Linked DNA regions of Mus musculus: all the other regions are linked to region 1. The links are chromatin contacts, called in public HiCAR-type and promoter capture Hi-C maps. All regions are on one chromosome and are shown on one strand. The core of a region is the stretch at or near the end of the contact, and the rest is flanking DNA. Distances in the headings are between cores, read along the strand shown.

What was found. Promoter capture Hi-C pulls out the DNA fragments that hold promoters and counts their contacts. HiCAR-type assays count read pairs that join an accessible place to other places.
Region 2: a promoter capture Hi-C map of liver shows a contact between it and region 1, with 12 times the contacts expected there. The contact joins the promoter of Hikeshi here to the promoter of Ccdc90b in region 1. A contact is called at or near these places in 5 of 39 promoter capture datasets (the C10 cell line, hippocampal neurons, liver and 1 more).
Region 3: a contact with region 1 is called in a HiCAR-type map of astrocytes, with 5 times the contacts expected there. The contact joins the promoter of Eed here to the promoter of Ccdc90b in region 1. A contact is called at or near these places in 2 of 39 promoter capture datasets (both in liver) and 1 of 115 datasets of contacts at active chromatin or transcription factors (astrocytes).
Region 4: a contact with region 1 is called in a HiCAR-type map of astrocytes, with 4 times the contacts expected there. The contact joins the promoter of 2310010J17Rik here to the promoter of Ccdc90b in region 1. A contact is called at or near these places in 2 of 39 promoter capture datasets (liver and pre-B cells) and 1 of 115 datasets of contacts at active chromatin or transcription factors (astrocytes).
Region 5: a contact with region 1 is called in a HiCAR-type map of astrocytes, with 5 times the contacts expected there. The contact joins the promoter of Ccdc83 here to the promoter of Ccdc90b in region 1. A contact is called at or near these places in 1 of 39 promoter capture datasets (liver) and 1 of 115 datasets of contacts at active chromatin or transcription factors (astrocytes).
Region 6: a promoter capture Hi-C map of liver shows a contact between it and region 1, with 2.6 times the contacts expected there. The contact joins the promoter of Ccdc89 here to the promoter of Ccdc90b in region 1. A contact is called at or near these places in 3 of 39 promoter capture datasets (cranial neural crest, liver and maxillary cranial neural crest).
Region 7: a HiCAR-type map of astrocytes shows a contact between it and region 1, with 4 times the contacts expected there. The contact joins the promoter of Tmem126a here to the promoter of Ccdc90b in region 1. A contact is called at or near these places in 7 of 39 promoter capture datasets (the C10 cell line, cranial neural crest, frontonasal cranial neural crest and 3 more) and 2 of 115 datasets of contacts at active chromatin or transcription factors (astrocytes and stem cell-derived neural progenitor cells).

Annotation. Positions count from the first base shown.
Region 1 is chr7:92,559,791-92,562,551 of GRCm38.p6, reverse strand. Ccdc90b (coiled-coil domain containing 90B) reads right to left here and starts at 1,403. Exons shown (of 9, transcript NM_025515.3): 1 at 917-1,403. The coding sequence starts at 1,016.
Region 2 is chr7:89,939,803-89,942,563 of GRCm38.p6, reverse strand. Hikeshi (heat shock protein nuclear import factor) reads left to right here and starts at 1,360. Exons shown (of 5, transcript NM_026304.3): 1 at 1,360-1,595. The coding sequence starts at 1,566.
Region 3 is chr7:89,979,553-89,982,313 of GRCm38.p6, reverse strand. Eed (embryonic ectoderm development) reads left to right here and starts at 1,338. Exons shown (of 12, transcript NM_021876.3): 1 at 1,338-1,902. The coding sequence starts at 1,789. RefSeq lists cis regulatory regions at 861-868, 1,064-1,071, an enhancer at 1,043-1,079 and a promoter at 1-1,502.
Region 4 is chr7:90,128,537-90,131,297 of GRCm38.p6, reverse strand. 2310010J17Rik (RIKEN cDNA 2310010J17 gene) reads left to right here and starts at 1,362. Exons shown (of 3, transcript NR_046007.1): 1 at 1,362-1,426. Picalm (phosphatidylinositol binding clathrin assembly protein) reads right to left here and starts at 1,085. Exons shown (of 20, transcript NM_001360867.1): 1 at 596-1,085. The coding sequence starts at 725.
Region 5 is chr7:90,264,078-90,266,838 of GRCm38.p6, reverse strand. Ccdc83 (coiled-coil domain containing 83) reads left to right here and starts at 1,407. Exons shown (of 11, transcript NM_183293.1): 1 at 1,407-1,515.
Region 6 is chr7:90,424,914-90,427,674 of GRCm38.p6, reverse strand. Ccdc89 (coiled-coil domain containing 89) reads right to left here and starts at 1,363. Exons shown (of 1, transcript NM_027298.1): 1 at 1-1,363. The coding sequence starts at 1,091.
Region 7 is chr7:90,455,804-90,458,564 of GRCm38.p6, reverse strand. It overlaps Tmem126a (transmembrane protein 126A), which reads left to right and starts at 1,362. Exons shown (of 5, transcript NM_025460.3): 1 at 1,362-1,493.

The sequences.
Region 1 (2,761 bases), core at 154-2,653:
GAGGGCACACATACCTAAGGAGAGAACAGAGGAGGTCTTTGTATCCTGCTCTGTCATGCCCTTCCTAAGTCTTTGATAGGGCAGCTTTTATTGAACCTGGAAGTGGCTGGGGGTTCAACTTTGTGTTGTTATGCTTGTGTGCAGCACAAGTTTCTACCAGTGGACCCACCTCGCCACCCTTTTCTGAAAAGTCCACCAGAATGTGTATTTATAATAACTACCTAAATATGGATTCAAAGATGTGACTAATTCTAGCAGCTAAACAGTAGCCTTGCAAGGGCAGCCTTGATTGAAAGTCAGCGGAACAAATACAATTAAATAACAGGGTGAAAACAAAACAGTGGCAAACAACAAAACCACACAAGTGTGGAGGGCGGAGAAGTGTTTTTGGGTACTGAATAACTCAGTTTATCATCATACACAGATCCAGGAAGAACGAAATGTGGAGGTTGGGATGCCTTTTACGGCGGAAAAACTGAAAAGCACAAGTATAAAAAAAAGCCTTGGAAATAGTTCTCAGAGTAAAGTAAGATATTCTCCAGGATATACAGACTAACAAAGTGTTTGGAAACGCATAGGTTCCAGGACACTTAAAAAACAAAACAAAACCCTACTATGTGATTTGTAAATCAGAACACCCGCAAACTACCTAAGAGTTCATAAATGGAGACGGAACCCCGCCCCGCGCCCCCACCAACTCAAGCCGAGAGGAGGCGCAGGTCCGCAGGGGCTGGGTCTAGGAGGAAGGAAGCCCTCCAGCCAGACCCTGTCTGGAACGCCCAAGACCCACCATCCCCGGAGCTCGCGGGTGGCTCTGCGCGGGTGGGCGGGGCCCTGCAGGGGGTGTGTCACTCTCGCGGACGCCTGAGCGGGCACACCCGCCCGAACCTTCTCCCTGAGCGAGTCTTCGTCTCACCTCTCCGCAGGGCGGGTGACAGACGCCCATGAGGAGTTGAAGTCCAGCGGATTCCGCCGCCGTCAGGGCGCAGGAACCGCCAAATCCAGCGGCTCCTCATAGTCTCGGAGCCCCGCAGGTCAGCAAGGGGAAGCGGAATACGCGTTGATTTTCGCTGAGGCTTTCGGACAATGAAGTCCTCTCACCATCAGGATGCTGGGAAATGTAGTTTCCGGTCTGTCACCAAAGCACCTACTTGAGAGGTTTTTCTTCTACAAAGCTAGGCCTCTTCACAGAGCCACACTTAACACGACTCAGAGCTTATCCCCCTAGCACATCGCCCTTTTCCCATCTCTTCCCGCCTTTACCGCCCTAAGAAAGCGGGGTCTTGGAGAACCTTCTGGCGCCCATTTGCGGGCGGCGAGTTAGTCCCGCAGCAAGCTTCCCAGACCGAATCCAGCGTAGCAGCATAGCATCATGGGACCCGCAGTCCTTGCTGCTGAGGATTGTGGGGATGAGACCGCGTTGTAGCATCGACCAGTGCCCGTGGAAGTCCAAAGCGTATCACACACTTGCAGTTTCGCGTCTCTCTGCTTGGCCCTCTGGTGCACTGGAGGACCAACTGTTTTAGGCCTTTTCTTCAGGGAAACGAAAATTCTCCATTTCCTGGGTCGGCATTGTTCATGATTTAACATTCTCCAACTTCAGTTACCAAAGTCATTGCCCCACCTGGTAAAACCTTGAAAGCAATGTACTAACTAGTCTGTCGCTTACCCAGATTGCAACTTTGTGGGAATCAGCTACCCACCAGCCACCATTTCAAGCACTGAAGCTCATTAAAAACAAAACTTGGTTCCCACCAGCAAGCACTTTAGTAGATTACACATAGAAGGAAATTAAAATGATTCTGTCGTGGGTACTAGGGACAGAGACAGGAGAGACAGTTCTCCTGGGCTGCCAGGTGGGTCCCTGGTATTCAAGCGAAGCACTCTAGACTTTAAAATATTTTCCAATTTCATTTTCAGAAATATCTGAATGCCAGCTAGGTTTAAAGATTAATAATTCGAAGAACAAAGAAAGAATTCCAACAACAATTTAAGTTCTTACTGTACAGGATTTTTTTCCCAGGCTATGTGGGGATTATAAGGATTTCTGCTCTCCAAGTGAAAGACCCACAACATGAGGACTCCCCCACGTTCTGACTCAGGAGAGGCGACACCCCAAATCACGCATGAGAAACGGTCTTGCTGCAAACTGCAAGAGGACTTTTAATTCAAGAGTGCTCTCGGGACCACAGTAATACACCACGCAGGGGTAGAGGTCCCTGGCGCCCCAAGTAGCTGGGTAAGGGGGTATTTAAAGGAAGAAACCACAACTCAAGGAAGTGGGGAAGGCATTGTTGGAAAATACCAAAGATACCAGTTAAGAGTCAAAAGGAAGTGCAAAGTCACAAGAGTCACAAGGAATACCTGGTAATTGTTCGGGTTATCTCTCAAGACAGTTTCTAAGAGCCCCTAACAATGGCACATTTGCATAGCGGGTTCCAGCAATGGTCAGGGGGGGGGGGTCAGGGTAACTTTCTTTGAATGAACACTCTTTGAACCCAGGAAGCGGTGGGTAGAGGAATGTCTGTTTTATGACTAGCATACCTTGGAGCATTGAGTCACATTCCCAAGCCTGGGCCTAAAGGCCCAGAATTTTGCTTTTATATTTTTTCACAAGAACTTGTAATAGAAAAACAGGAGAAGGTAGAGAATAAGGAAACAGTAATATCTTAGTATCATGTAAGTTTTTAAACAATTAATCTTCTAGTCCAGCTGAGAGTGGGATGTTGGCCATATTTGCAATAGCCAAGCTATAGAGAAA
Region 2 (2,761 bases), core at 111-2,610, 2.6 Mb after region 1:
TGCCAGCCCTCGGGAGGTGGAGGAGAAGGATCAGGAATCCAGTATTATCCTCGACTACACAGCACGGTCCAGGCTAGTCTAAATTATGCAAAACCTTGTCTATTTAAAAAACAAACAAACAGAGAGACAAATAAATGAATAAAAACAAACAAACAAACACCAATCCCAAAAGATGAGCAGCAGTGTCACACACTTTTTTATTTTTTGGCTTTTTGAGACAGGGTTTCTCCGTGTAGCCTTGGCTGTCCTGGAACTCACTTTGTAGACCAGGCTGGCCTCGAACTCAGAAATCTGCCTGCCTCTGCCTCCCATGTGTGGGATTAAAGGTGTGCGCCACCACGCCCAGCTAGTATCAGATACTTTTAATTGTAGCATTTAGCAGGTAGAGGGAAGCAGATCTGAGTTTGATGCCAGTCTGGTCTAGAGTGAGTTCCAGAACAGCTCAGGCTACATCGAGAAACCCTGTCTTGGAAAACAACTCCCCAAAGTGAGAAAACTTAGATTATTATTTTTTTTAAAAGGCATTTTTACAACAAAACTCCCTAAGCAGCACCAGACCCTATTCTTAGTGGCAGTTATCAATTAATTCATCATTTAATCCTTCCAGCAACCCAATAGGTCTATTTGTCTCAGTTTGCAGATGATTGACTGATGAAGCTGTTATATAGCTTGCCTACAGTTGTACAGCACATTAGTTGGGGCGGGGAGGAAGCACAAGTGAAGCACTACAAGAAATATAAGCAAGAACACAACTACGTGTTAAAACTAGTATTTAGTGGGGAAAAGGACTTCTGGACCTCTATAGCTTTAGTGGTCCACGCCTATAATTCCAGCAATTGGAGGCTGAGAAAGGAGTGCACAAGTTCGAGGTCTACCTGGGCTAGGTAATAAGACACTGCCATAAAAATGAGATAAAAATATATTAACATTTTTGATATAATGTTTGTCAGGAAGAATGCAGTAAGTTGGTTGCAACTTGAATTTACGCTCCAAAAATCAATTTTTCAAGCTTCCGGGCAGGTTATGCCGAACCAATTGCCCTCCGTATAAAACGGAGATAATATTTATCCCATTAAGCTTTTGAAAGGAGAGGCTGGGTGAAACGATTCTGGCAAAGGCGTATTGTTACTCCTAAAATGTTACACAACCGCCAGAAAGGTCTTCTCCCAGCACCACCTTTAGAAACTTTGACTCACACAGGCACGGAAATCATGTACTATCAGTAGTAACTTTCAAATTCTCCCGGCTCGCCCTCTGGGAGGCTGGCGCACTGCACTATGGGATTTGTAGTCTTAGCGCGATACCAGCTCCTCCTTACTACCTTAGAAGGAGGAAATGGGTGTAATGACCCGGAAGTACTCGTTCCGGAGAGGCGTGCAAGTTAGGAAGGAAGGGTCAGAGGTCGCCGGCCCAGATGCGTTCCTGTGTTGTTATGTAGTGGAGGGTCACGTTCCTTCCTGCAAATTCTGGAAGGTTCTTGAGTTCAATTAGGACAGTGGCTGCGGAATTCCTGGTGTCCGGCCTGAGGTGCCCGCTGGCCTAGCAGAGGCGCCGAGGGCGCTGCCATGTTTGGCTGCCTGGTGGCGGGGAGGCTGGTGAGGATGGCCCGGGCGGTGGCAGGAAGGGGTCGGTGACTGAGAGCTGGGTGGTGGCACGGTGCACGGCGCTTGGAACGCGGGGAAACCTGGTCATTGTGCTTTTTTTCCTGGGCGTGTGCGACGGACGGGCAATGGGACGCTGGCCCCACTCTTAGCTGTGTTTGCGAGGCTGTCAGGATGTGACTGCATTTTGTTGAGTGCGGATTTTGTTCCACCTGCTGGGTTGAGTGCTGTAGTTACTTGTTAATTTCAGCCTTCTGTACGGCATTTCGCCGTAACCGTGGTAACTCGTGAGCTAGTCTTTCTCTCTTTGCTGTTCAGGAACGTACACTCAGTAGATAGTGTAGTAATTACTCTTGTAAATTGATAATGCTACTTAGAAGTAAAGCTGAGATTTGTAATCTAAAGCTAAGTGGTTTTCGGAAAAATTCAATTTTCCGGACAATGAAGGTGTTTTGTTTTGTTTTTCCTTTTTGGTGTCTTTGGAAGGCCCCCCCCCCCCTTTCAGAAGTTTACCGACCCAGTTTAAAATACAATAATTGCAAGTTGCTTAATAGAAATGACTGAAATTTAGGTGTGAGCCGTACCTGTGATAACTAAAGGATTCGAGTACAATGCTTTCTTTTTGGTCAGAGAGATGCCCTTGCTTAGCCAGAGCCTTAGAATGAAATGAAATGAAATGAGTGCGGGAGTGGTTGAGGAGTAACCAGAGTGAATCTTGTTTGCTCTTTAGAAACCAGCGATGTATCCGTCTTGAGACGTGACTCCTTTCTCTTTAGAGCTATTCTTGTTTTGTTTCTCCTTGTTTTGTTAAATACTGCAACCTCTTTGTTAAATTGTGCCTCACGTGTGGTAAGCGAGAGCTCCACGCCTCCGTTTTCACCAGCTTTTGATAATGTATTCTATACACGCTGCTCTTAAGAAAAACACGTGGTTCCAAGAAACCATGGACTTCTGTCTGCAGTGAATGGGAGGCTCCTGTGGAGGTGAGGTAGTGCTAACCCTGGTCAATAGCTTTTGGAATGTCCCAGTAGGAGCTCTGGGGTTTGGAAGATGAAAGAAACAATTTGAGAAGAACGTGTTCCTCAGATGTCTGCCATTAATAAAGCCCAGCTTCGTGTCTTACACCTGTATTTCCAGCTCTTCAGAAGGCTGAGGGAGGA
Region 3 (2,761 bases), core at 89-2,588, 2.6 Mb after region 1:
AAGGCTCACAAATTTATTATTTGTCTGTCAAGATTGTACCTGAGGGGACAAGTGAGCTGGCTCAGTGGTTAAGGCTGGCTACAGGCTGGCTACAGGCTGGCTACAGACTGGCTACAGGCTGGCTCGCAAACGTTAGTGACTCCAGTCCCAGGGATCCAACATCCTCTGACTTTGTGTACCAGTACAGACATGTGGGGCACAGACATACACACACTCATACACACATTTTTTTTAATCTAAAAATGAAAAATTAAAGAGTTTTTAATGATACGGGCAAATTTAGTTACCTTTCCCTATATTAAAAAATTGCCTTTTACCTAAGTCTCACAAACTCATGCAGTTGCTCACAGTGACTTATAGGTCTTGTCAGTTTCCTAGAGCCTCAGCTTTCAACAGCTAAAACGAACACTTAAGACTATGAATTATGACAATTCAGAACCATGTAATTTTTATTTATTTATTTTTGGAAAGAGGGTCTATAACGAAGCCCAGGCTGTCCTGGAACTCCTCGTGTAGACCAAACCAGTGTGTAGCTCTAACACACTGCAATCGACCTGCCTCTGACACCCTAGTGCTGGAATAAAAGGCATGCCCCCATACTCTGTCCGATCCATACAATTAAAAAAATTTTTTTTCAAACAGGTTTTTAGTAAATAGCCTTGATTGGCTCGGAACTTGCTATGTCGACCAGGATGATCTAAAGATTGAGGCGAGCAGGCAGTACTTCCGTTGTTGCCCTTCCGATGTTGGATTACTAGAATGTATCATGCATCACAAGGTATTTTTACTTAAGTCTAAATATGTAATTTAAAATACAGGCTTACTTAAGCCAATAGTGGCACCAACCGGTTGAATATAACCAATCATTGTAATAAGTATTTATTAGATAAAATATCTGCCCAGAACGGAGGCGTGTCCGTAGGCACTGATTTGGTACCGTTTTGAAATCCTCCCCGAAGCTTCAGAAACCGGTGGAAAGACTACCTGGTTCAGCAGACAGAACCGAGGGGAGGAGGGGCCAGGAGGCGGCCTGTCGTCTCCGTAACCCAGCGCGAGAATACGCCTCAGCGCATGCGCACCTGCAGGTGGGACCCGTCCATGTGCCCGATGGGGGAGGCGAGCAGGGAACAGCCTATAGATTTTGAATCTCTCCCTTCAAAAAAAGAATCTAGGCTGTGAGAAGTTCCGTAAACACTAACTCGAAGTTGTTCTCCCGAGCTCCGCATCAGGGACCGTAGACACAGACCCCCTAAAACAAGAGGTGACTTCTCTTTCCTCCCCCCTCCCTCGGGAGCAGTGGTGGGCCGATCCAGGCCACAGACTTTCGTTCGTTTGCAGCGGGTCGGAGATCGAAGGATTGAGCCAATTGCGGATGAAACGTCTTGGCCAGGAAGGGGGTGAGGGAGCAGCCCTTTGAGTTCCGCCTCGTCTCTAGGCGCTGGTGGGGAAGGGGGACGTAGGAAACCCCTGCCCTCTGAGCCAGCAGATCCGACGCCTCGGTGCAAAGTGTCGAGAGGGCGGCGGGAAAACCGCCCGCCCGGACCAAGGGACGGGAAGCAGCCGGGAAGCCGTGCGGGAGGGCGCGCGCGTGCGCGCCCCTTTTTCAGCAGTGTGGCGGGGTCGCACGCACGCCCGCCTCGGCGGCTGGGCGCGATTTGCGACAGTGGGGGGGGCGGCGGCGGTGGCGGCGCCGGCAGCTTTGCGGCAGGCTCGGGCCGGGCGTGCTTGACGGCGGTGTGGCGGAGGCCCCGCCCGAGGCGGCAAGAACCTGGAGGGAGGCGGAGGAACATGTCCGAGAGGGAAGTGTCGACTGCGCCGGCGGGAACAGACATGCCCGCGGCCAAGAAGCAGAAGTTGAGCAGCGACGAGAACAGCAACCCGGACCTCTCGGGAGACGAAAATGTGAGTGCAGCCCCGCCTGTCCCGGGACTGTGGAGTAGAAGTTTCAGGTTCTTTGGTAACTGCGGTCGGGGCCGGCGGGCGGGCGGCCGTGGGGGGAGGGAAAGGTGTCACCCGCGCTCAGGAGAACGCAGGCGTGCGGGGAAGTCCGGTTTGGCTGGGGCTTTCGAGCTGGGACTGCGGCAGATAGCAAGCAGAAAGTTGTCGAGGAGCGGATTAAAGGTCCCAAAGGGTCTGCGAGGTCCGCTCAGATCGTCCCTGCGTGGGAGACGGAGTTTGTGCCTTTGGGGGCTTGACGCTGATTGCGAATCTGAGATTGTACTTACTGGTTTAAAAGGCATGCTCGAGGTAAGAGGTTCAGTTTTCCCCAGGAAAGTTGGTACGAAGGGTCCTCGTAAGGATCCGAGGGGCTGTGTCACTGTAGAGCACTACGGGATCTTCAGGATGGAAAGTATAGATCTCTGGCTTGGGTTTACGTGACCGTGCGGTTATGTATGCCCCTTTCCATGGAAGTGCGGTGTGCCTTCGTGTCGACTTTTTTGTGGAAGGAGTAGAATCGAGAAGATCGTAGAGGGGGAGCCACCTTTGATTAAGGCAAAGGAGGGAACAGTTTGAAAGTTTTTGCTTAATGTAAAGGGATTGGAAGATTTCAGGCCACCGTGGTAAATTCTGTACTTGAGCCAAGTGTGAAGATTAAGGGAAGTCGGTGCTTAGAGAAATGCCGCCCCGTAAAAAAAAAAAAAAAAAAAAAAAAAAAAAAAAAATACTATGCAAGCGTTGTAAAGAGTACTAGACACGTGTTCTAATAATTAGATACTTATATTCTGATAGGGTAGCGTAGAGGCTTTGGCCTTTCGTATAA
Region 4 (2,761 bases), core at 113-2,612, 2.4 Mb after region 1:
AGGTAGAAAAGGAAACCACAAAGAAATGGGAGGAGGGGAAAAACACTTCAAGAGCTGAGAAGTGACAGAAATCTGGTCCCACCAAGCAGAGTTAGTACGGAAATACGAAAAAAAAAAAAAAAAAAAAAAAGAAAGGAAAGGGAATTTTAAAAAGCTAATGGAACAATGGGGCGGTGAGCCTGAGTCCTGGAGACATTAGCCGGGGAATCACTGAGCGGACGGCTGCTAGGAGGTACGGGACGGGTGGGATGGAAGGGCAAAAGGGGCTGCAGTAGCTGGGAGAGGAGTCTGAGTGAGGAGCTGGGTGGGAGGCAAGTTGGTGGAGCGCGATGGGCTTGGTGGTGCCGGGGGCTAGGAGGCGAGGGTCTCAGGGGATCTCTGGGGGCGCAATGGATTGTCACATTTTTTTTCTCTCTTTTGAGAGAAGAGCAGAGGCCGTTAAAGGCAGGTGTGATGGGAGCAGAAAAGAACACACAGCTCGACCAGGCACAGGAGCCATCGTGCAGATAAGACGCAGGGAGGGAAGAGGCAGCCCAAGAGAGAGAGGAGGACGATGGAGAGGGGTCGGGAGAGGATGCGGGGGGTCTTCACTCACAGTCCAGGTGCTTTTTCTTGGGGCCCATGATCTCGTGGGTCGTGGCCTTGCATACTGTCTTAGATACCGCGGAGCCAGTGACACTGTGCTGGGCCGCGGTGATTCGGTCCGTCAGGCTCTGGCCAGACATCTCTGCGGCTCGTCCGCCACCCCTTCCGCTCCGCAGCCGGCGGGGCCTGGGACCCCCAAGCGCCCGAGGGTCCCCACCCCCCACCGCACCCCCTACCCCCACCGGCTCCCCGCCCGCCTGCCGGCCTGGGGCGGGGCTCAGGGCCGCGCGCCGCCACCCGCTCCGAGAGCCCCGGCTCGCGTGTTCCCCCGGCGGGCTCCCACACCAAGTCGGGGCCACTCCCGGGTCCCGCGCCTCAGCCTCGGCCCACCCCTTCCCTGGTCAGCTGGAGCCCGACCGGGTAAGAGGGCCAGGCAGCTGCAGGAAAATGGCGGCGCCAGGCTCCTCCTCGGAGCTTTCCGGGCTGCCCCTAGGTCACGTGACTCGGGTTCCGCCCCCTGCTCGCTTCCTCCCGCCCCTTCTCCCTTCCCTTTCCTCTCCGGCGCGCCCCCCTCCCTCGCTCCGGCGAGGGAAGAGCGGGGCGGCGCCCGCGCGCTACGTGGTGGAACCCGCCCGGCGGGCGCAACAGGAGGCCCGCCCGCGGGGGACGGCGCGGCCCGCCGCGTCACGTGACGCGCCCTGCCAACAGGTCGCCCGAGGCAGGGCCCCGCGTGTCGTAGGGGGGCGGGGGGGAGGGGCGGCCCGCTGCGCCCCTCTTTCACCCCGGAGGCGAGGACGCCCGCCCTCGTGTCAGAGGCTGACGCCGTGGGCTTGACAAAGAGGTGAGGCAGCTGCTGCCTGTGCGTAGTTTTCACCCCGAACTGGAGGTGCCTGGGCTCCGGGGCTTCGCCTCGCTCAATTTGGCGCCGACCCCACGGCCCTCCTCCTGCCTTAAAGAAAACGGCTCCAGCCAGTCTCTTTCTGAGCCTACACACAGGCCTCTTCAAATGCACCCCGCTCTCCCTTTTAGTAACAGGGCTTTGGGGCTTTTTTTTTTTTTTTCACCCCCTCGTCTTCTTTGAGAGTGTTGGAAACGTCACCTAGTTTTGTTTATCTCGACTTACTAAGAGTCGCCACGTTCCTGCCAGTCTAAATTTAGATAGAAGCCAGCCCGGTATTCATTCTCTGCGGTGTCAAATACGACAGGAAACACATAGCTTCAGTGGAATTTGAAAAGGGAAGTAGTAGGGTGATGTCAACAGTGATTAACTTGACCCTACAAGGCTGACAACCAGCGAGATTAAAGGTCCACACCATAGAAGGAAGTGAGACAGCTCGGTAAAAGGAGAAGTCCCATTCAGAGTCAGACATCAGTACCTGCGATCTCCCCTGGTTTAGCCTTTCTTCCCTTTGGCCTCTTTTCTCCTCTTGTGTGAGCCAGATTTCCATGGAAAGATATTGACTCTGCCCTGTAGGCATTTTAGACCAGTATTACATCCCGAGACTTAGATCTATGAAATCCAGAAGATCTATGAACAAAGCCTTTTTAAATGTTACTAGTGCTCCACATTTAACTCAAGAGTTAGGGATAAATTTTAAATTCTCTGTGAATGTTAAGTTACCATCATGGTTCTATGTAATCTTGCTAGTTTCAAATGAGATTCGAGCGTACTCAAAATCTGTGTACACCATCTGCCAACCAAATCTAGAATATTGCGCTTAAATCTGTTAACTCTCAACGGATGAAAAGCTAATAGATGTTTAAAATTGTGTGTGGTATGAGGAATTCTGTGGTCTCTTCACATTCCCTTTCTATCTCACACGCCATTCTGAAGCACGGTGATTTTGGCAAGAACTCACAATTCTTATTAAGGCTGCAGGTTTCATTCTTGTCACACCAGCTTGAGAATTCACAAAACTGTAAAACTCCCTTTGGTGCATCTGCATTCCATTTGTAATTTGGTACCCTGTGTTTATCAGGCAGTGGAATGACCGGGAATTTTTGTTTGGTTGGTTTTTGTCTGTGGTGTGTACTCATGTATGCATGTTCACGTGACCCACATGTGTGTGCAAGTTTTAATCCATTATAATTTCTTTTATTCTCAAACTATTCTACTAATTTCTTAGCTAATTTCTTTATCATTGTTTAACCAACTATCCAGTTAATATTTTCTGAA
Region 5 (2,761 bases), core at 158-2,657, 2.3 Mb after region 1:
ACAACAGGATATCTAAGAGGAGTCCCAGTAAGGACCCAGTATTGATAGTGTAGCAAAAGCCAGTAGCCTCCAACCAGACCAACGACTCGTTGCAAGTAAAGATGTATAACACGCTGTGATACACTACAGCTTCCACTAGGCATTTTTGGAGGGCAGGTGGCTTGTTTGTTTGTTGTTGTTGTTTTGTGTGGTTGGTTGGTTCGTTTGGGTTTTCGAGATGGGGTTTCTCTGTATAGCCCTGGCTGTCCTGGAACTCAGAAATCCACCTGCCTCTGCCTCCTAAGTGCTGGGATTAAAGACATGCACCACCACTGCCCGGCCTGATTTTTTTTTCAATTGTAATTTTTTTGTTGTTGTTATCTTGTGTGGTGGGAGGTTACAAAGGCCAAGGATGAGTATGAATGGATGGGGAAATGAGAGGGATTGGGGTGCATAATGTAAAATTCACAAAGAACCAAAAAAGGTTTTTAAAAATTCCTTACTATGTTTTAATCTATTTTTTAAGCCAACTAGATCACTTGGAAGTGAGTCGGAGGCCTAAAAGAGCCTGGCTTCTGACTTCCCAGGCCAAAAAAAGAAAATTACTGGAGTGTAATGAGAGAAATGGGAGGCTTTAATAGACTGCCTTCAGGATGAGGCTGAACTGCACTATATTGCTTTGTTAAACGCTTAAAAGTAAAATGAGAAGACAGATGCAAAGACTTCAGTGCCTCAAGTTGCCCTGTGAGCACTTGAAGAGTTAAACCAAGCTGACAAACGCAGACAGAAAAGCAGAGCACCTCTGTCACAGGAGTTCTGCCCCTTCCCACACCCGGGGAGTTGTTTTGAAATCACAGAGGAGTCATTTTATATCAGCAAATATAAGCTTGCAATGACCCGAGCGAGGCATGCGCACAAAGCTGGAGTCCTATTTACATACACCACCTTCCAAGCACAGAGAATTCGAAAAGAGGAGAGAGAGGCCTTGGGGGAAAAGAAGAAAGGACTGGACCACTGCCCTAACCTCTGCATGCACTCCCTCACCCGCACTATTCCTCATATGCCCGCCAGGTGGCGCGCGCGAATCGCCATGGTGCCTAAACCAGAATGGGATAGTAGATGAAGATGCCAGTCGCTTTGAAAACAGCGGGAAGTGACCCGGATGGGGTTGGAAGGGAGGGAGGGAGAGTGCTTTGGGCTATTTGTACTTGAGAACCACCAGCCCACAACCCGGAATTCTCACCTGAAAACGCTGGAGACGATACTGGGAGAAAGCTAACATCCTTGTGTGACCTCTGACTTCTTCAGTCTGCCCCCAAAACTTTATAGGAACCCTCCCCCACTACAGCGGACACGCCCTCCTCTTGATTTGCCCTGACACGAGATGGGCCTGGGGTCGCGCCCTCTGGTTTTTCCCTCGGAGCGTTGTTCCTGAGCGGTTAAGAACTGTTGAGAAGGGTTCTCCAAGCCGTGCCCCTCTTTCACCACTCTGGAGACAGGGATACCTGCCTGGTTTTAGCCGCCCTAAACTTAAAGGTTTGTAACCTTCAGGGTGTCCTAGCGCAGTCTCTTAACTCAGTAGATGCCCAGCCCTCTGATGCAGTAGTCCCCCTTTATCAGTTTCAGGTACCTGAGGATCTTTGTGATGGATGGGCTTAAGGGGTGGGTATTAAATGGAAAATGCCTGAAATAAGCATTTTTGTTTAAGTAACGTTTGTCATATCTGATAACTGTTCTATTCCAGTATTATTAATCTTTAATTTATACTAAGTTTTGTTACAGGTTTATAGGTACACAGTACGGAAGGGGGCGGAGGCTGTGATGGCATCTATAATGATTGGTAGTATCCCAAGACTCAAGCATCCCTTTGGTGTCTTGGAGTCCCAACCTCACAGAATAAGTAGACCTTTGTGTTGCTGTCTACCACTCCACAATTTCCTCAAAGCTTTATGAATACTCTTAACAGTTCTGAAACGAGATGGAAAAGATGGAGAAAGAAACTGGGGGTCAGACAGGACCAAAACCTGTGCTGAACTGACTTAGTGGGGAATCAGAGGTTCCACTTCTCCTTCCTTCTCCTAGTGTCCCCAGTGGTTCCCAAGCTGAGGAAAGCTTGATACCTCCAAAAGATGTGTGACAATGTCATTCATCTACATGTTTCTAAACACATAGATCTCAACAAACGGTTTTAATGGTACTTTTCTAAAATGAATAAGCTTTGCATTTTCACACTATTTGGGACTATGTACATATATATAGTCTATATGAAAAGACGTGTGAAGGATTTTAAAGTAATTTTAGATGGAATTACCACTTGTAAAAGGACTTAAGTAAATCAACTTCATTTTGTTTTAACGCTGGAGTGCATTTCTGATTCTGTTAACAGTGCATTCTAGTGAGACAGAAAACCTTCTCTAGGTCAAAAAGCGTTCCTGGCATAAATGAACACTTGAATTCCAAAGAATTTTGCTGGGATGGGGAGATGACTCAGTGGGGAAATGTGAGCTGTGTGAGTATATAGACCAGGTTCTAGATCCCCAGTGCCCATAGAAACGTTGGGACGGTGGGCATGGTGGAATCGCAGTGTCTGGGAGGCAGAGATGGATCCCAGAACCCACTGACTAGCTGGACTCGCTGAGTTAGCAAGCTATAGGTCCAAGTGTGAGACCTTGCCTCAACATACACTGCAGAGGGCAGTTAAAGAAAACATCCACTGTCGACCTGTACACATGCACCTGCTCCCACACATGTCTACACACATGCAAACACATGCACACCATGC
Region 6 (2,761 bases), core at 114-2,613, 2.1 Mb after region 1:
TTGGCATTAAGCTCTCTCTCTTTGCTTAAGAGATCCAGGCTGTGCTTTTTGAAGGCTTCTGATTGCAGACGCAGCTCATCATAAGCTTTCTGGATCCCATCTACCCTGCGCTGAAGCTCGCGAACTCTCAGGTTGCTATCAACGGCCACTGCCTCTTGCTCAAAGCGTTCCAGCGCATGCTTCTTAGCCATGGCTGCTGTCTCCAACTTCTCCTCAAGCTGGCGGATCTCAGCCTGTTTGTTCTGAAGCACCTTGCCTCTCTCCATGGACAGCTGCAGCAGCTCCTCTTTCTCTCGCAGGACAGTCTGCAGCCTGGCCTGCAGCTCCTGGTTCAGGTTGAGATTAGCCTCTTGCTCCTTTCCCATCTGTTCCGTGGCCTGCTGGTGTTGCTGTTTGATGCTCTGCAGCTGGCTGCGCAGCTCCTCGGTCTCCTTGGCATGGTCACAGGCTTGCTGGTTCTGCAGGCCCAGCAGCTCCTCCTCTCGGGCCTGAGCCTGGCTAGCTTCGTGAGCGCATCTCTGTTTCAAGACCTCCAGTTCCTCCACCAGGGCCTTGTTGAGTGTAGTGAGCTCCAGTACCTTAGCCTCCTGGTCTTTCAGAGCCTGGCTGAAGAGGCTGTTGTTTTCCTGCCTCAGCCTCGCATTCTCCTCTTTCAGCTTGACGTTTTCACTCTTGTGCGCATCCTTGAAGCGAATCATCTGCTCGTGGTTGGATGCCAGGATCATGAAGTGATTCTCCAGCTTTTGGATGTGCTCACTCTGGGCCTTCAACTTCTCCATCTCCTGCAGCCTCTTCTCCTCCAGCTCCGAGTTGAGCAGTTCTAAGATCTGGCAGCGTTCCAGGGCCTCGTCGGATCTGCGTTTCAGGATGCAGATGAGCTGGGATTGCTCTTGGATGCGGGAGCGAAGCATTGCCTTCTCGCCCTTCTCCTCCTCAGACAGTCCCCTAAGGTTGGCCAAAGCTTCTCTCAGACCGTCCATTTCCTTAAACCCCAATTCCTCATCCTGGTTTTGCAGGTTTTCGTTTTGTTTTCCTAAGATCTCGTCGGGGGGTGGGGTATCCATCCTAAGAGTCTTCTCCTCCTGCGGCATAGACGCGCTCTGCGGGAGAACTGACTTCAGTCTTTCCCCCTTCTGATTTCAAAGGGGCGTTGCTATGGACGCTTGGCACTCTCCAGCGGTTGGTTTTTCCAGTAAGGAGTCCTATAATTGGTGGACAGGCCTGCAGAACGCAGTGAGGTAATAGGGGGAGTTCAGGGCCAATCTGGTCAGGCTACGCATGTCGTTTAAACCAATCACAGTTCTTAGTTCACTGCCACTGTCCCGCCTGTGCCGCAAAGACATAAGCCTTCCACAAAGTCAGCTTCCTATTCTCTACAAATCCTGATTTCTCATAAGAGTAAACAAAGTAAGCTTACAGTGACTTACTCTGCTCTTTATTCTGAAAAGAAACTGCTGTCTATAGAAACAATTCGCCATGGGTGCACACAAAGGAGAGTCTGGACCCAAGTCTTAGCTCAGCTGCTATAAATGAAATTTCTTTTGTTTCCCTTAACTCTAACCTTATCTTTGGGAGTGGACACCTTTAGTTAGACACTCAATCCTCCTGTTTATCTATTGGGAAAATAAATGGACAGACAGAAACGCAATGAACAATACAGATGCAATCAAATCAGAAACAAAAACCAAAAACCAAACCAAAACAACAACACACCCCATGATGGTTGATTACACTTGTGCCTTGCACACTGGAAACATGGAGATACAAGTCTGTTTGACAAGACGCCAAGAGTGATAGTCGAGTGTGTATAAAAGTGTCAGATAAGATTGACATATTAATAAAAACCTTAGAAGCATTAATAGAGCACCATGTTGAAAGAGAAATAAATAAATACATTTTAAAAACGAGACAGAAACAGCTGAGCAATGAATCTCAAGAATGATCCAACAAATGCAAGCAAAAATTAGATGGTATTTCATCCACCAAAGTCAGTAAAAATAAATGGATATAATTCTCATTAATTATGATTTCCCTTTAAACATGATAATGCTCAATTAGCTGTTTCTTTTGGATATTTAGATTCCAAGCTTCTTAATTATTATGAGGTAGATGGCAGAAGCTTTGCACAAGGTTCTTCTTCCTCCTCCTCCTCCTCCTCCTCCTCCTCCTCCTCCTCCTCCTCCTCCCCCTCCTCCTCTTCCTCCTCCTTCTTCTTCAGATTATTTCAAACAAACAGCTCCCCACAAGGACAGTTACTGGCTCTCAATACAGTTAAAGCACTTTTAGTTAGCATAGACACTCTTAACTGACTTTCATCCAGAATATAAAGAGCAAATGACCAGAAAATTTGAATGTGTCTCTTCTTGTTTTACATATAGTGAACATTGTATTTGTTGATTACCTTATATGGTTATGTGATATAACAAACTGAAATTATAAAATATATTTTCTAAGAACAGGAAAAACTCTCAAAATATTAACATCAGTTGTTTCTCCGGGTTGGAATAACTGTCTCCCTCCCTCCCTACCTACCTAAGGCCCACACACATAACAGATATTCAGAGATCTTTATTGAATAGTTTTTCCACATTTAAAAATGTATTTTGTTAAGTACAAATTAACTTCTGTAACATCAAAATCGATAGATTTTTTTTCTAAATTAAAGCAAAGAACTTCAAAAGATTTATTGAGGGTGCAGGAGGAGGAATACTAACACATAGGATGTTTGAAAAAGTTTGAGTAAACCTATTTTATAATCTTT
Region 7 (2,761 bases), core at 113-2,612, 2.1 Mb after region 1:
CACTGCAGGATACACAGATATTAAAAACATAAGGAAATATTTATCAACAGTTTAATCCAATAAGCTTGAAATTTTGGACCAAATGGACATTTCAATTGTTCTGAGAAAAGTTTTGATGTTCAATCTAAAAGGTATCTACGCATAGAACAGTGAAATATCTATTATAGATGCTGAATTTATATTACAATTCTATCAATCAGGAAAACTCTGGGCTTAGAAGTCTCCCGTGATGATTCTACCAAACATTCAGCAAATGACATCAAAATGATACAAACGCTCCCAAAAGTGAACAGTTGCTAAATGACACTAATAAGTCAGCGCTACCCTAATGCCAGCACCGGACAAGGAAAGTGTAAAAAGGACTGGGGAAAAACAAACAAACACCCCGCTCATTGGTTAAGAGTAATTGCTGCTCCTGCAGAGGACCGGGGTTTGGTTCCACAGGAATTGGAGTACAGTCTTATTTAGAAATAAATAAATAGATAGATAAATAAATAAATAAATAAATAAATAAAAACAAAAACAAAAAAACTAGAATTGACTTGATGCCTCTCGGGACAGGAATCTTTCGGGACAGGGATCTTACTCATTAGTCTTCTGATAAATTCCAGGCCTCTCAGTTTGGTAAGCGTCTTTATAGTCTACTCACAATTTTACAAAATAACCAGGTAAAGAATTTTGTCCTTTCCTGTTTTACAGATGCAGATGAAAACTGAGACGGAAACTCACAACATTGGTTCCCAGTGGTGCTGACTTATACCCTAAGCCTCCCCCTGGCTGTTTTGTTTGGAATTCACACTGTACGCAGACCAGACTGGCCTGGAATTCACAGAAATCCCCCTGCCTCAGGCTACTGAATTCTGGGATTAAGGCGTACGTTATCACGTGCGGCTCCCTTACTTTTGAACCGTTAGTTTTTCACTACATTCCGTTAACCCTGTTTCACAGAAGCAGTGTTCTAGAGGACATGGGGAATGCTGAGGAAAACAAAACAAAACAAAAAAAAAGCACTCGCTCTGGAATTGCTCACGTTCTGCTGGAAGTCACCCACAGCATAACATGGCACAAAGATCCAAGAGCGAGATGGAGCAAAAAGTCAATCTCAGGCTAACTTCACTGCCAACGTTGCCTTCATCAGCCCGTAGCCTAGCGGCTGCCATGCAACCTACGCCAGGATCGGGGACTCGGAAGTCGGGCTGCGTGCCCAGGCGGGGTGGTGTCGAGCCCAGCCACCGCCACACCGCTGTTTCTGCAGGCTGTACCCGGGATGGGCTATAGCGGACTCGCCAGTCCTCACCGCTAGTCCACAGTTTAGCGTCTCCTGGACCGGAAGCCCGTGGACAGGAAACAGAGGCGGAGACAGAGTCACGTGTGAGCCAAAGATGGAGCTCAGACGACCCTAGCGAAGGTTGCGGTAGACTCGGCGCGGGAGGACCCGGGCAAGCACCGGCGGCTGGGGAGGCTGCCATTAGCTGCCTTCATTCTGCCGAATGGTGAGTAGCTGTGCCAATGTCGCGCTGGGAGAGGCGCGGGGTGGCCACGAGGGTGGGGAACGCTGTGTGTGCTGACCCGGTCTTCACTTTCCACCCGTGAGGGGGAAGACCTGGCTGAATTGATTGAGTTGAAGAATCACTGCCAATTTACAAATTGCTACGTTTAATTTTCCGATGCTTGGTTTTTATGCAGAAACTTTCAGAGATCTTTGTAGTATTTCAAGGTGTCTTTGTCTTTGATGGGGATTTATTAACTGAGAAATAATACCAGGAAGAAGAAACAGGACTTGAATCCTGGGATCCTGATCTAAACCGCTAAATCTGTATTTTACTTTCGAGGTTAATTTTTAAGTCAAGATTTATGGAATTTTGCACATGCAGCATTTTCCAAATCATTGTATATATACAACAGGTACCCAAGATTTGGTAAGACATTGTTCCAGTGCTGTCACAGCTAACTAATACGAATGGTGACCCAAGACAGGCTGATTTATTATCAGGTTATTTCTGAGTTTTGGTTTATTGCTACTACTGTTTTATCTTTTGAAATAGGGTCTTGGAGTACATCCAGGAACTCACAACCCTCCGGCCTCAGCTTCCCAATAGTAGAGGTATCACCACAGGTTGCAGACTTTTTTCCTGTCACCAGGAAGTATGTTTTTAAAGAGCCCAATCTAGTAAAAACGAATCCACCATTCTACACTGATATTCATCCTATGTGTACCATGCCTGCTCAGGCCAGAAAAGGGCATTAGATCACCCTAGGCCTGAAGTTACAGCTGTGTGTGAGCTTTGACGTGGGTGCTAGGGCTCGAATCTTTCATCATGTGTCCACATGCCTGCAATGCCTATGAAGGGTGAAGAGGATTCCAGTCCCCTGGAACCCTTGTTCTTTGCAATAGTGTTCTCTCAAAACTACTGAGCCCTTTCTAACCCTTGACACCTAATCATCTTTACAAAGTGGCTATTACACTTGAAATACAACTTATAGTTCCACCAGCAGATGTCACAGCTTTCCTGAATGCTTCCAAGTGAAACTAATTACCTGTGTACCTAATGACATCCCTGTTATCTTAGCTTCCACCTCATGTTTTTGTTGTTTACTGGATGTTGGCTTTCTCTCATGATGTGAGGCTCTGTCTGTTGCATCACCCCTCCACCCCACTTGTCTAGCACAAATTCTTTGGATTTTTGTTTTCCTGTAATAAATTTTCATGTAGCTCTGCTGGCCTCAAATTCCAGTATTATCAAGGACAGCCCTGAGCCCA